2 separate regions of the Mus musculus genome follow, and region 2 is linked to region 1. Evidence: chromatin contacts called from public Micro-C data. All regions are on one chromosome and are shown on one strand. The core of a region is the stretch at or near the end of the contact, and the rest is flanking DNA. Distances in the headings are between cores, read along the strand shown.

The links. Hi-C and Micro-C count contacts between places; a contact is called where the count stands out from the background.
Region 2: a contact with region 1 is called in a Micro-C map of embryonic stem cells, with 5 times the contacts expected there. The contact joins the promoter of Pglyrp1 here to the promoter of Psg25 in region 1. A contact is called at or near these places in 12 of 39 promoter capture datasets (the 3T3-L1 cell line, 3T3-L1-derived adipocytes, cranial neural crest and 6 more), 1 of 15 datasets of contacts at CTCF or cohesin (embryonic stem cells), 5 of 484 Hi-C or Micro-C datasets (embryonic stem cells, liver, palatal mesenchyme and 1 more) and 1 of 9 other capture datasets (embryonic stem cells).

What each region holds. Positions count from the first base shown.
Region 1 is chr7:18,528,605-18,535,222 of GRCm38.p6, reverse strand. It overlaps Psg25 (pregnancy-specific glycoprotein 25), which reads left to right and starts at 2,996. Exons shown (of 5, transcript NM_054060.1): 1 at 2,996-3,238; 2 at 5,391-5,750. The coding sequence starts at 3,175.
Region 2 is chr7:18,880,399-18,887,016 of GRCm38.p6, reverse strand. Pglyrp1 (peptidoglycan recognition protein 1) reads right to left here and starts at 2,327. Exons shown (of 3, transcript NM_009402.2): 1 at 2,044-2,327. The coding sequence starts at 2,291.

The sequences.
Region 1 (6,618 bases), core at 1,747-4,246:
TCCCAAGAACACTTTATTCCCAGAAACACCACTACTACTAATGGGTCCTATATTTCCCTTGTCTAGAACTTGACCATTGGCCTCAATAGGACCACAGGGAAAGAAACTTACAGGTGTTGGTAAGTGGATTATTGAAATGTCAGCATTGAGCTTTGGGATGAAGCCTTGGCTTTATGAATAGATACAGACATTACTTCCCAAGGCAAGCCCACAGTCACAAACAGTTACCAATAGTCTCATGAGGTCTAGCTCTGTCTCTGTCTCCTCCATTTCTTTTTGCATCTCTGATTTCTCCTGGATGACTCTGAATTGGTGTTGGAGAGAGACATGGGGGAGAGAGAGAGAGAGAGAGAGAGAGAGAGAGAGAGAGAGAGAGAGAGAGAGAGAGAAAGATAGAGAGATTTTCTTTCAGGTAAGTGGAAAATTCCAGGGGGAAAGGCAAGCTTAACATCATGTGAGTTTTCTTTCTGTCCTCTGCCCATGCCTTCCTGTCCATCCATTTGCTTCCATAATCCCATGACCCAGAGGATCACTCCCATGACCCGGAGGATCACTCAGAACTTGGAATCATTCTCAAGGTTTTTACCTCAAAATTTCCCAGCTCCTTTTTTGTTTCAGCTGGTGATTGGCTTCTGCTCTGAGTTCAGTGGAGTCAGAAGAGACAGGGGATGAATGTGCCTTGGAGGCCTGTCCCTTGTCAGGATGATATTTATGCTTTTAAGATGCCTTTTTGCTTACTATTAAGAATGTCACCAGTGTTAACCAGAGCATCCCTGAGCTCAGATTATGTGACCTTTGAAGAGTAAACCAAATGTGGATAACCTTGACTGGTGTCCTGGCTGAGTGTTCAGCTGTGTGGGGCTGTGGACATCAGCACATATGATGTCTGAATGGAGAGAGAAGGACACTCATTTGTAGAATAGGAAACTTCCTGTGGTGTCTCCCTTTGGAGAAGGACTTGACAGTTTAATACAGTGTCCTTGTTAGTTTTAACTGTCACCTTGACACAGCCAGAAGTCACCTGGGGGAAAATTCTACACTGAATAATTTCCTTATCTGCTCTGGCTGGGGATATGTCTGAAAGCAATTGTCTTAACTGATGCAGGAAGCCCAGGGCACTGTGGGCAGCACCATGCATAGGCAGATGGTCCTTGGTTGCATAAGAGAGCTAGCTAAGCATGATCCAGAGAATGATCCAGCAAATGATCCAGCAAGCAGCATGTTTTCTGCCTTGACTTCCTTCAGGGCTACACTATCGTTGAGGCCAACCAGCGGCTCACATGTCCAGGTTCAAGCCTGGAAGGCACCTTGGAATCTGGAAGAAAAGAGGGAATCTAGGCAACGAAAGAAAGGATGGAACCAAGACAATAGTTTGATCAAGATTCAAGTTCAATATTGGGGAACATGTGCTTATAAAAAGGGGGCCCATTCCCACCGAATCATCCTTGTAGTCCAGCTGCAGGTGACCACGTGTAGGCTCAGGAATAGCTAGGTGGCAGGTAGCAGCGGTGGCAGTGGTAGAACAATAGGGTGGCAGGCTCCACCCCAGGTGATTTCCTAGTGACAACAAGTCAAGCCTGCTCAGCCTGTTTTCAGGCTGTGGGGGGAGGTTACACACTATGTCCCAGACCTGGACAGGAAGTGCATGCTCTGCTCTCCTGAACTGCTTCTGTTCACAGTGTTTTTATCACAGTGAGATAAAGAGACCTATATCACTGTACAGGGAAGGGCAGTTGGCACTTCCATTTGAATCACTGTTCTGTTTCCTGTCCTCAGTAGGGGTCCCTCAGTATCCATTGGGCCAGGAGAAGGAAGGATTGAGACCCTAGACATGGGCCAGTGAGTACAGGTGCACCCCATTTCCATTACTGTCCTCTTGCTTGAGTCTGAAGAGAAATGAACCATGCTTTTCCACTTACATTTTTGGGTACAAAGCTCTTCCTGAAAGGACCTATCCTCTGGAGGCACACCACTTCATCCAACTTTAGTCTTGGATTTCCCAGGGAGAATATGGAAGCCTGCCTAGACTCATCCCACCCTAGATGGAATCATGAGATCTGCAAAGCACATGAGCAGGATGATGGTCCCTGCATCCCACCTTGCTGAAGGGACCAGGGCAGGTCATATTGTGGTGTTTACCCCCCTGCTCTAGCCCTGGAAATGAGCCTTCAGTTCTCCCAGAAAACTCTATTCTGAGGTATCAGGTTCCACACCTAACTCTCAATTGTTTCCTTGAGCTTTGACCTTGCCTAGGAGTCTGCTTTCCATTCCTGTCCCCACTAACCTTGATCTCTCTCCCTAGACCCTGCTCTGTTTCCTGTGTCTATGCCCCCGCCCCTTGCTGGGCATCCTGAAATTCCCCTCCCTCCTGGCATCTCCCAAGGGGAAGTCAGGACTTTTGCTGCAGAATCACCCAGACAAAGGGCATAGGTGACCCAGGAAGACCAAAGAGCAGTTTGGCTCAGCCAACACACAGTTCAACCAACCCATAATTCTGGAAGGTTACCTGAAGCAGTCAGTAGGAAGAGGAGCCCACAGTCCTTTCCAGGACATACAGGTCACCTCTTCCCCAACACCAAGAACATAAATCTCATCACACAGCTGCTTCAGGAACTCAGTCTTGAGTCAGGAACTTAACTGGTGACATTAGTAATAAAGGGTTTATCTTCATCCTCAGTTGTCACACAACTCTGGTTTCTTCCAACACTCACAGTAATATTTGTCACCATCCTGTTGGGAAATCCCACCTTCCCAGAGCACTGAGGACACAGGGCAGACTGGGTGCTCAGCTGGGTCTGTGTGTCACAGGGACACATAGGAAAGATGAAGGCTCCCTCTCTGATGCTGACAGACACATGTCCAGGAGTCAGCAGATGTCAGCCCTTGGATGAGTTGTTATTCTCTGAGGGCTTGTCGATGCTTATCAGCCTTGTTACTCAAGGTTTTGTTGGAGAAGAAACATAAAGAGAGAAAATGTGAGAAAGATGTGGGGCAGCACTGAGAGTGGAAGTGACTGAGCAGTGCTTTGGACACAGATCCCACAGCCTGTAGGATTCTTGGAAGTGCTCCTGCCTGAGAGAAATTCCACTTAGAAGAAAGAAGGAAATCGGAGACCAGGTGCCTTGCAGGAGCTGAAGGTCTTTTCAGTGAAAGGACAGTACAGTGAGACTAAATATGGTGGTGTCCTTTGAACTTTTCAGCAAAGTGTGTACCTCCTGGCAGAGGGTCCTGCTCACAGGTAAGTGTTTCAACTATCTGATTGTATGGGAAGGGTAACTCAGAAGCCCAATGTCTTCTGTAGAGGAGATGTTTAGAGAAGACTTGGGTGTCTGTAGTTGCAGTGCAGAAGATACATTGAGGGACAGAGGCTCAGCAGCAGGAGCTCTGAGCAGACAGGAGCTGATGAGGGGAGGATAATCCTCAGGTACCCCTGTTCAAAATCAGTCACATTGGCTGCCATGATCTGAAGCCCTTGTTTCCAACCCTGACATGCTGATTTTCCAAATTGAAATTAAACCTGGGAGGGGCAATGAGATGGCTCAGTGTGTGGAGACATGCCAGTCTGAATTCATTCCTCAGCTCTCATAGGGTAGATGGAGATACAGGGTACTGCAGGGTCTTCTCTGCCCTCTATACACATGTGTGTCATGTACCTGCAATGTGCACACTGAGACACGTGCCTTCCCAAACCCACATATACAATACAGAAATATAAATCACACTTGAATGTAATGATAGCCATTTGTAACAAACCTGGGCACTATGTAGATAAATTCATGGAGATATCCTTCCTTCCTTCCTTTCCTTCCTTCCTTCCTTCCTTCCTTCCTTCCTTCCTTCCTTCCTTCCTACTTTCCTTCCTTCCTGTTTCCTTTGGTTTTTTTTTTCCTTCCTTTTTACCCCCATTATTTTCTGAGATCTTTTAAGGAGCTGAACATTCCAAAAAGATAATTCTAATCACTGTTTTCACAAAGCCTTTAAAAAAAAACCAAAAAATGTTTTTATTAGACATTTTCTTTATTTACATTTCAAATGTCATACCCTTTCTAGGTTTCCCCTGAGAAAACTCCCTACCCCCTTCCCCTTCCCTCTGCTCCCCAACCCACCCTCTACTGCTTCCTGTACTTGGCATTCCCCTATTCTTGGGAATAGAACCTTCTCAGGACCAAGTTCCTCTTCTTCCATTGATGACCAACTAGGCTATCCTCTGCTACATATTCAGCTAGAGCCATGAATCCCACCATGTGTTTTCTTTGCTTGGTAGTTTAGTCCCAGGAAGCTCTGGGGGTACTGGCTAGTTCCTATTGTTGTTCCTCCTATGTAGCTGTAAACCCCTTCTGCTCCTTGGGTACTTTCTCTATCTCCTTCATCAGGGACCCTGTGCTCTGTCCAATGGATGGCTGTGAACATCCACTTCTGTATTTGTCATGCACTGGCAGAGCCTTTCAGGAGACAGCTATATCAGGCTCCTGTCATCAAGGTCTTGATGGCATCCATCATAGTGTCTGGGTTTGTTGTTGTATATCAGATGGATCTCCAGGTGGAACAATCTCTGGATGGTCATTCCTTCAGTATCTGCTCCAAACTTTGTCTCTGTAACTCCTTCCATGGGTATTTGGTTCCCCCTTCTAAGAAGGATCAAAGTATCTACACCACAGAGCCTTTTCTAGTGATCCAGAAGTCACAATATCTAGAGTATAGCCTCCAGCAGCTACATGAATTGAGTTCTTGAAATGAAAGCTGGGGATGTATGGGATGGACAGAGAGAGAACTAACGATCCAAGACAAAGTTCTCTGATCAAGGCCCAATGTTTATGAGTCTGATCTTATAAGGGGGGAGGGGACCCATCCCCTACTATGCCAGGATCTTGTTGCTTTGTCAAGATCTCATCAGAAAAACAGGTTCAGCCTCTCAGCAGGTAGTGGCTTCTTAGAAGAAGGAGCAGATGTAGCAGGACAATAGATTTTACCTAGTTTGGAAGACTCCACCCTAGGTGGGCTAGCTGACTGTGAGAAACACAAGGTCTGAATCAGCCAGATCAAGGCTGGGGGGAAGGGCACACCAGAGAATAGATTCAATGGTTTAATAGAACTGTAACTAGAACAAAACACAATCCAGAAAGTGAGGATTGTGTGCAGGAGAGGAGGAGGGATAGGAGGAAGCAGAGGAGGATGAAAGAGAGCTCATTCTCATCACAGCACACACTCTTTAGATGAAGAGTGATATGGGGACAACTGAGTAGAGGATTTCACAGAGAAGAAATGATACCCTCTGAAGGCATGGAGGTTATGGTGCACATCTCTATTATGGGCATACCACTACCCATAGGCATAAGCTGAGGGATGCTCAAACATACTCATGATTGGTGACTTATTTCTCCTCCCTCTAGCCTCCATCTTAACCTACTGGCTCCTGCCCACCACTGCCAGAGTCATCATCCATTCTTTACCACTCCAAGTGGTTGAAGGAGAAAATGTTCTTCTACATGTTTACAATCTGCCAGAGAATCTTCTAGGCCTTGCCTGGTACAGAGGGTTGCTAAATTTGAAACTTGGAATTGCACTGTATTCACTACAATATAATGTAAGTGTGACTGGACCTGAGCACAGCGGTAGAGAGACATTGCACAGAAATGGGTCTCTGTGGATCCAAAATGTCACCCAGGAGGACACAGGATATTACACTCTTCGTACCATAAGTAAAAATGGAAAACTGGAATCAAATACATCCATGTTCCTTCAGGTGTACTGTAAGTAATTCTTTGTGAAGTCTGAGTGCTGGGTTGGGTCCCTCCACTAGACACACAGAAGTGTCAGGCCTGGCCTGTGTCTCCTTTCCCTCAGCATTGTGTCTCCATGTTGGGGCTTGAACATTTAGTGCAGGACACACATGGTGGAGAACAATGTCAGGTGTGCAGAATCCCTCATTTAACTTCATCTTGGAGAAACCTGGATACAGGGTGGGCAAGTCAGCCAAGGACATCAGCCTCTGTCTAGATCTTGGGGTCCTTCATAGGAAACCTTCCTCGAGAAAGTCCTTGAGGAAAGAAAGAAGGGCCTGTGGAAGCCATGGGCATCTTACAGAGCTGAGTACCAGAAACTCCTGACTCCACACCTCTGTTCCAGCCTCCTGTGGGCCCTGAGAAGCTTTGTGCTAGGGTTAGATCTTGACTTTCTGTCTGCAGAGAAGAGTGCTTGTTGTAGTCAATGTCTTGCTCCATGTGGAACCAAACCGTGTACTGCCATGAGAGCCATGATCAGGCTATGTCTCCTGGTCATCCTAGTGACCCAGAGGGAGACCACATCAGGGAAGATCCCCAGGCCATTAACCGATTGTCCTAATGGGTTCATGAGACTTCCAAGAAGGTCAGGGTTCCATCAGTGAAGGAGAGACTACACAGGTCAAACTGAAAAGGTCTTTTCTGTTGAGGCCAGTATAGTCTCTCCTATAAGGAAATAGAACAGGCTGTACTGTTGTGGACAGTTCTCCAGACATGAGCTGCAGTTACCACAGTGAAGAACAGGCATAGCCTGTTGACACTCAAGGAATACTAATAAACCAATATGCCTGAATCAGGACCTTTCCTTTTATGGTGGCTTTTATCTCTTCCTTGTAGA
Region 2 (6,618 bases), core at 1,078-3,577, 350 kb before region 1:
TTGACTGACTCCTGCATCCCCTGTGCATTACAATGTCCTAACTTTGACACCACCTGGCCTTGGGTGGAGGAGGCACTGCGTGACTTTACAGGGATGCCTGCAAACCTCAGCCACCATCGTAAGATAGGCAGAGTCAAGAGCTTCATATAGGGGCTGGAGAGATGGCTCAGTGGTCAAGGGTGCTTACTGCTCTTGCAGAAGACTCAGGTTTGATTCCCTGAACCCACATGGTGGCTCACAACTTGTAATTCAACTTCAAGGGGGATCCAATGCCCTCTTCTGACCTCTAGGGCTCTTGCACACACATGCTGTACAGACATACACTGAGGTGTATACACATCCACATGCACAAAGAAACACACACACACACACACACACACACACACACACACACACACACACATATAGAGGTATCTAGGTAGTACAAACCCAAACCTTCATTTACAGGCAAGGAAATTGAGGCTGAAAGCTGTGGCCCCAGTTCAGCCTTCCCTACCCCACTTCAATCTAGGGGAGGGGCTTTGATGCTGGAGCCTTAGAATGATTAAACTCTCAGGTGGGGCCGGCGATGGTGGTGCACGCCTTTAATCCCAGCACTCGGGAGGCAGAGGCAGGCGGATTTCTGAGTTCGAGGCCAGCCTGGTCTACAGAGTGAGTTCCAGGACAGCCAGGGCTATACAGAGAAACCCTGTCTCGAAAAACCGAAAAACAAACAGAAACAAAAACCCTCTCAGGTGGGATGGCTTCTGACCCTCAGGTGCTTGGCAGAGAGAGCAGTCTTATGGGCACTGGCATTTCCAGTCGATTCTGCAGGCAACTGGCTCTTAGCGCAGCCTTAGAAGTCATAGGGTTCAAACAGGCCCAGGTATGACACCCCGGCCTGTGACACTGAAAAGCAGGTGTGACGGATCAATCTAAGCAGACCTTTGTGGCCAGCCAGTGGGAGCCTACTAACACCTGGGTCGATCTATGCCTGTCCCTCACCCAGAACCTTCTGTGTGGATACTGTTTGACCGCAATACTCACCATGACCTTTGCGTCCGTGCCCCCTCCCTCCCTTCCCACCCCATCTTTGGCTGAAGGAACCTCCTAGGACTTGCCTCTGTGCCGGACACCCCAATCCCTAGCTTCCTTCTGCCTCTTCTAGAGCCACATCAAAGCCACAGGAAGCCGTCCCTTACCTAGGGATCTGACATCTCTCTCACCTATTTCCCCCCACCTCCATCCACCCTTATTGGAGATAAGATTTTGCTGAGAAGCCCAGGGTAGCCTTGAACTCACAGCAATCCTCTTTTTTTTTTTTTTTTTTTTTTTTTGCAATCCTCTTTCCTTATCCTTCCAACTGCTGGGATTACAGGCATCAATACTGTGCCTATCAAAGCCCTCCCCCCTAAAGCATGTGTGTGTGTGTGTGTGTGTGTGTGTGTGTGTATGTGTGTGTGAGTGAGAGATGCGTGTATGTGATGCATGCGTAGGTGTCACGGACACCATCAGTCCATCAATAGTCAGTTTTCTCCTTCTGCCTGAGTTAGAACTCAGGTTGTTGTACTTGCTAGGAAACACCTTTACACACGGAGCCAGTGGGTTCTTGGTCCACCCCAAACACATCTTTTTCTGTCTTTATGCACACAGGGCTATCGTGATATGCTTCAAGCAATGCTCCCATCTAGAACTCTGGCACACAGGAGACATTAGCCCATAGCTTTGGGGCTCCTGCCATATGCTAGCCAGTTTCCTGGGTATTGGGTATTAGGGGCCATAATACCGTTGACCTTTGCAGAAGAGGAAGCTGGGCCCTGAGCATCTGTTTCCCTGGTCCTGCCTTGCAATATGCCCACTCACTTGGTGCAAGGCTCAGCCTGGTGTTGTCCTGGCAAGGCCTAGGCCTTTAGGAAAGATACATATGAAAGTCACCTTGTATGTGAAGCAGCTCCTGTCCCCTCTTACAGGGGAGAAAGCCTCAGCACCCACAGGAGATTGCAGATCCAGCACCAGGAGGGTTGGAAGGTGTGGTCGACCTCCTTCAGCCCACTCCATACTCACTTGTAGGCTACATCGCACCAGCCCAGCTCATTCTTGTGGTAATGCTGCACATTGCGGGCCTGCTGTTCACAGGAGTCCGGGCTGTTGCAGAAGCTGCCGGCTGTGTGTGAGATCACCACGTAGCGAACTGGGTGCCCCAGGCGGCTAGAGCACTCGGATGGCAGGGCCCTCCACTCACTGCGGGGCACGATGAAACTGCAGGAGGTTGCCAGACCCAGGAGGGCAAGGAGAGCACAGGCAAACAACATGCTGGACGTGCCGCACAGGACTGCAGGGCTGTGTATGAGCTGGCCCTCATCCTGTGTACTTTATCTTCTGGGCATGGTGAAGGGTGTGGGCAGAGGAAGGGCTTGCTTCACACCTGGGCGGGACTTTCCGACCCAGACCCAGCTTCCTCCTTTAACCAGAGGTGGGGCCGTGATGGAGCCTTTGCTAAGTGTCAGTAGGTGGGGAGAGAGGCTCTCTCATCAGGAAGGGCACAAAGGACTGGACATTCAGTTGTTTCCTGGGGTTTCCAAGGCTTAGATCTCAGTGGGGGATGGTGTAACCTAACAGGAACTTGCATAGGTAAGGGGCCCAGGGCTTTGGCACAAACTTACTTCCTGCAGGTGGGGCTAACAAAAGTTCCTTTTAAGAATGTATTCCTGTATGAGTGTCTCACATAGCTTAGGATGACTTTGAACTCTGTTTAGCCAAGGATGACCTTCAGCTCCTGCTCCTCTTGTCTCCACACCCCAAGTACTGAAGTTACAGGTGTGCACAGCCTCTGCACCTGGCTGCAGATCCCACAGGGTCCAAGTCTGAGGATGCTCAACCCTACGGGGCAGGACAGGAGGCTAAGTGTGTGGATGCCCATTGCACAGCAGAGGAAAATGTTTGGAGACTGGAAGTCGCTTCCCAAGAAACGGCAGGCAGTAGTGCTTCCTGTCCAGTGTCTGAATCAGCCAGGGTGCCTGCATCCGAACTCCAGCCATTTTCTACTGTGTGAGCCCACACTAACTTCTTAACCTCTTGGTGCCCGTTTGTGTGACTGCAGTATGGAGTTGGTAACAGGGCTTCTGACCCCCAGAGTTGATCAGAGAGAACTGGGTTTCAGCCCTTGGATGTCTGGCACATTGTGTCATGTGTCACTACTACACCTTCAGGCCAGCTCCTGTTTGCATGGTGACCATCGCAGTTCTGCTCTGGAGAGAAGTGACACTGGGTGCAGAGGGTCACATTCATTCAGGTCTTGTGGAGAGCTGTCCCTGGGCTTCTGTCCCAGTCAGACTCCCATTCCCATGCCTCTCACCACACATGGGGATTCAGGACAGACAGCCTTGCTCTTTGCTTTCACTTTGAATGGATTTGGGTATTCCTCCCTTGGGGCCTCTCACATTCTCCAGGGATCTTCAGTAAATCTGTTTGCTCAAAAGTAAATAAATTTATTTATTTATTTATTTATTTATTTATTTATTTATTTATTTATTTATTTATGGTCATGCTACAGATGGAACTCAGGGCCTGTGCTTGGAAGGTAAGCACTTTACTACTGACCTATGCCCCAGCCCCTCACTGGGGGATTCTAGGCAGGGGCTCTACCACTGAGCCACGCCCCCAGCCCCTCATTGGGGGATTCTAGGCAGGGGCTCTACCACTGAGATATGCCCAAAGTTCTGCTTTGTAATATTAAAACTAAGGCTTCTTGAGGCTCTTCTCTTTGGCAGTTTACAGGGTCCCCGGGAGCAGAGTAGGCTGTACATGCTTAGCATGTTCAGGTGTAGCAAGAAGGTACGGGTTTTGATGGTAATCGGACACATCTGGAATAAGGGGAGCACAGCAACAGTGAGGCATTTGCAGCACTGTAAGAAGCTGATAAGTGACTGAAGAGGATTAGTAGCGGAGGCTGGAGAGACGGCTCAGAGGTTAAGAGCACTGACTGCTCTTCCAGAGGTCCTGAGTTCAATTCCCAGCAACCACATGGTGGCTCATAACCTTCTGTAATGAGATCTGATGCTCTCTTCTGGTGTGTCTGAAGACAGCTACAGTGTACTTACATAAAATAAATAAATCTTTAAAAAAAAAAGTATTACTAGTGTAATGACACTCAGAAAAGGCCAGCTCAGATCTGAGCTTTGATCACACAGGGCCAGATACATGCTGAGACAGCGAAATCCAGGTGGGAGGGAGTGGAAATCGCAATAGCAGTGACTCTGCGTAAGATAATGCTAAGAGGGGCAGGAGAGATGGCTCAGTGCTCAGGAGCATGGGCTGCTCGGGAAGGGGAGTCTGCTTCCAGCACCCATGGCAGGCACTCGGGCCTGTAAGTCCAGTAAGTCCAGCTCCAGGGCATCCGACCTCCTCTCCTGGTCTCTTGACCACTTGCACTCAAGACTGTCTGTCTGTCTGTCTCACACACACACACACACAGCTGCCAGGGAAGAGCTCCATGGTGTCGGACTGTACATCCATCCAGTCTCCTAGTAACTGCTGGGTACGTGTTATGTGTGGTGCATCACTCACCTGTGGTCCTGGATACATGGGGAGAGGGAACAAGAGGTGTTAAAGAAAGATTTAGATTCATGGCTTGTCCACAGCGGACAGTGTTCTTCCATCCCCTCTGGCAGGCTCAAGAGAAAGGGCCCTTGTGAAACAGAAAATCTTGCCTGTGTGGCATGCCCTAGGGAGGAGTATTAGGCAGGACAATGCACAGAGCCTGGACTCGGGTGGGGGGAGCCCTGGGTCTGTGGGGACCTGCTTGGCAGAGCTACGTGACCTGGAGACAATGTGGGGCAGGGCTCCCAGCACTTGATGAGAGATTGTTCCTCCACGTGGGGACAGAGGACTCTAAGCATGCTTCTGAGGCTGTTTATTGCTCCTGTTTGAGGCTTTGTATCACTGTGTAGCCCTGGTTGGCCTGAATCTTGCTACCTCAGACTCACAGATACCTGCCTGCCTTTGTATGCTGGGATTGAAGGACTGTGCCTAGCAGTTATTTGTTTTTGAGGCAGAATCTCAGGCATTCCAGCCTGGTTTCATATCTGCTGACTAGCTGAGGCTGACTTTGAACTCTTGAGCTTTTTGAACCCCCCCCCCCCAACCCCCAAGACTCACTGCTGGGTGGGACGGGCATGGGTGGGGAGGGGAGAGAGAACAGAAGTAGAAGGAAATCTACGGCAGGTCCTGTAACAGAAGCTGAAGGAAGTAAACATTTCTAGGAGGAACTTGTCACTGGGCTGTCTTCTGTCCATTTAAGTGTTCTTGTTTCGGGTTTAATCTGGAGGCTGAGAGGGACAAAGCAGACTTGTATTTTGTCACCCAGCCAGGGGCAATGGAGGATGCTCCACACCCAGCTCTACCAGAAGCTGGAGAACTTGCTAGTTCTCATCTGATTCTGAACTGCCTGTGGGTCTGTGGGCCTCCCATGCACAGGGAGGAAGACCGTCTGAGACAGCCTTTTGGTTGGTGTTTGTTTTCCTGGGAATGTCCTTCTGTGTCTGATGTGTGTACTCTGTGCTTTTTGTCTTCTTGAGACAGGGTTTCTCTGTGTATCTCTGGCTGTCCTGGAACTCACTCTGTAGACCAGGCTGGCCTCAAACTCAGAAATCCGCCTGCCTCTGCCTCCCAAGTGCTAGATATTAAAGGCATGCACCACCACGCCCGGCTACAAAATTTTGATTCCTAGGTTGGGACAGGCACAAAGCACCCCACTGGGCTTGGTCCTGAACCATTTTAAGGACTTTTGTGGAGTCTCAGAAGACTCTGATCTGGTTGCTCAAGCCTGCACACTGTCTTTTGCAGGAAACAATGGCTCATCTATAAAGTAAGATGGCCTGAGAAGGGCCAGCCTCGGCCCCCTGCCTTGTCAAGCCCCCTTTCTGCTCCTGAGTAGGATTTCTGTTCTCCTGCATAGGCCAATGGAGGAACAGCCCGACCCCCCTGACTCTCCAGATTTCCACTTGGAGTCCACCTCACACTCTGGGGCAGTACACTCTGGCCTGTACTGCCCAGAGGGCTAACTCTATTATGGCCTTACCCCTCTGGGATACAGGACCCTCAGATGCTCAGGGGAGACAGTTTATGACATGTGTCATTTGCCAGTACTGATCTTTACAATTGGAAGTTCCAGGACTGCCCAGTTTTAGAAAGGCTATCAGCTCTCAAAGGTCTTCTGAATTCCATCATGCTGACTCACCAGCCTACCTGGACAACTGTCAGCAACCAAGCTGCTCCAGGTCCTCTTCACGACAGAAGAGAGAGAGAGAGGATTGTGGGAGCCACCAGGAAATTGGTTCCAGGGGCAAATGGGCTGCCTACTCAAGTCCAGGCTGATATTGATGCAGCCTTTCCTTTGACTTGACCCCGCTGGGATTTTAACACTGCTGAAGGTAAGGAGAGGCTCTGTGTCTACTGCCAGGTTGTGATGGGGGACCTCCAAGAGGCTGCCCGGCAGCCCACAGGTCTTTCACCATTTACCTAAGGTGATGCAGGGAAAGAATGAGAGAGCCCCAGGGAACATCTAGAAAGACTTTGAAGCCTAGAGTAACTATACTCCTTTTGACCCAGAAGCCAGAGAGCACCAGTCAGCTGTGAACA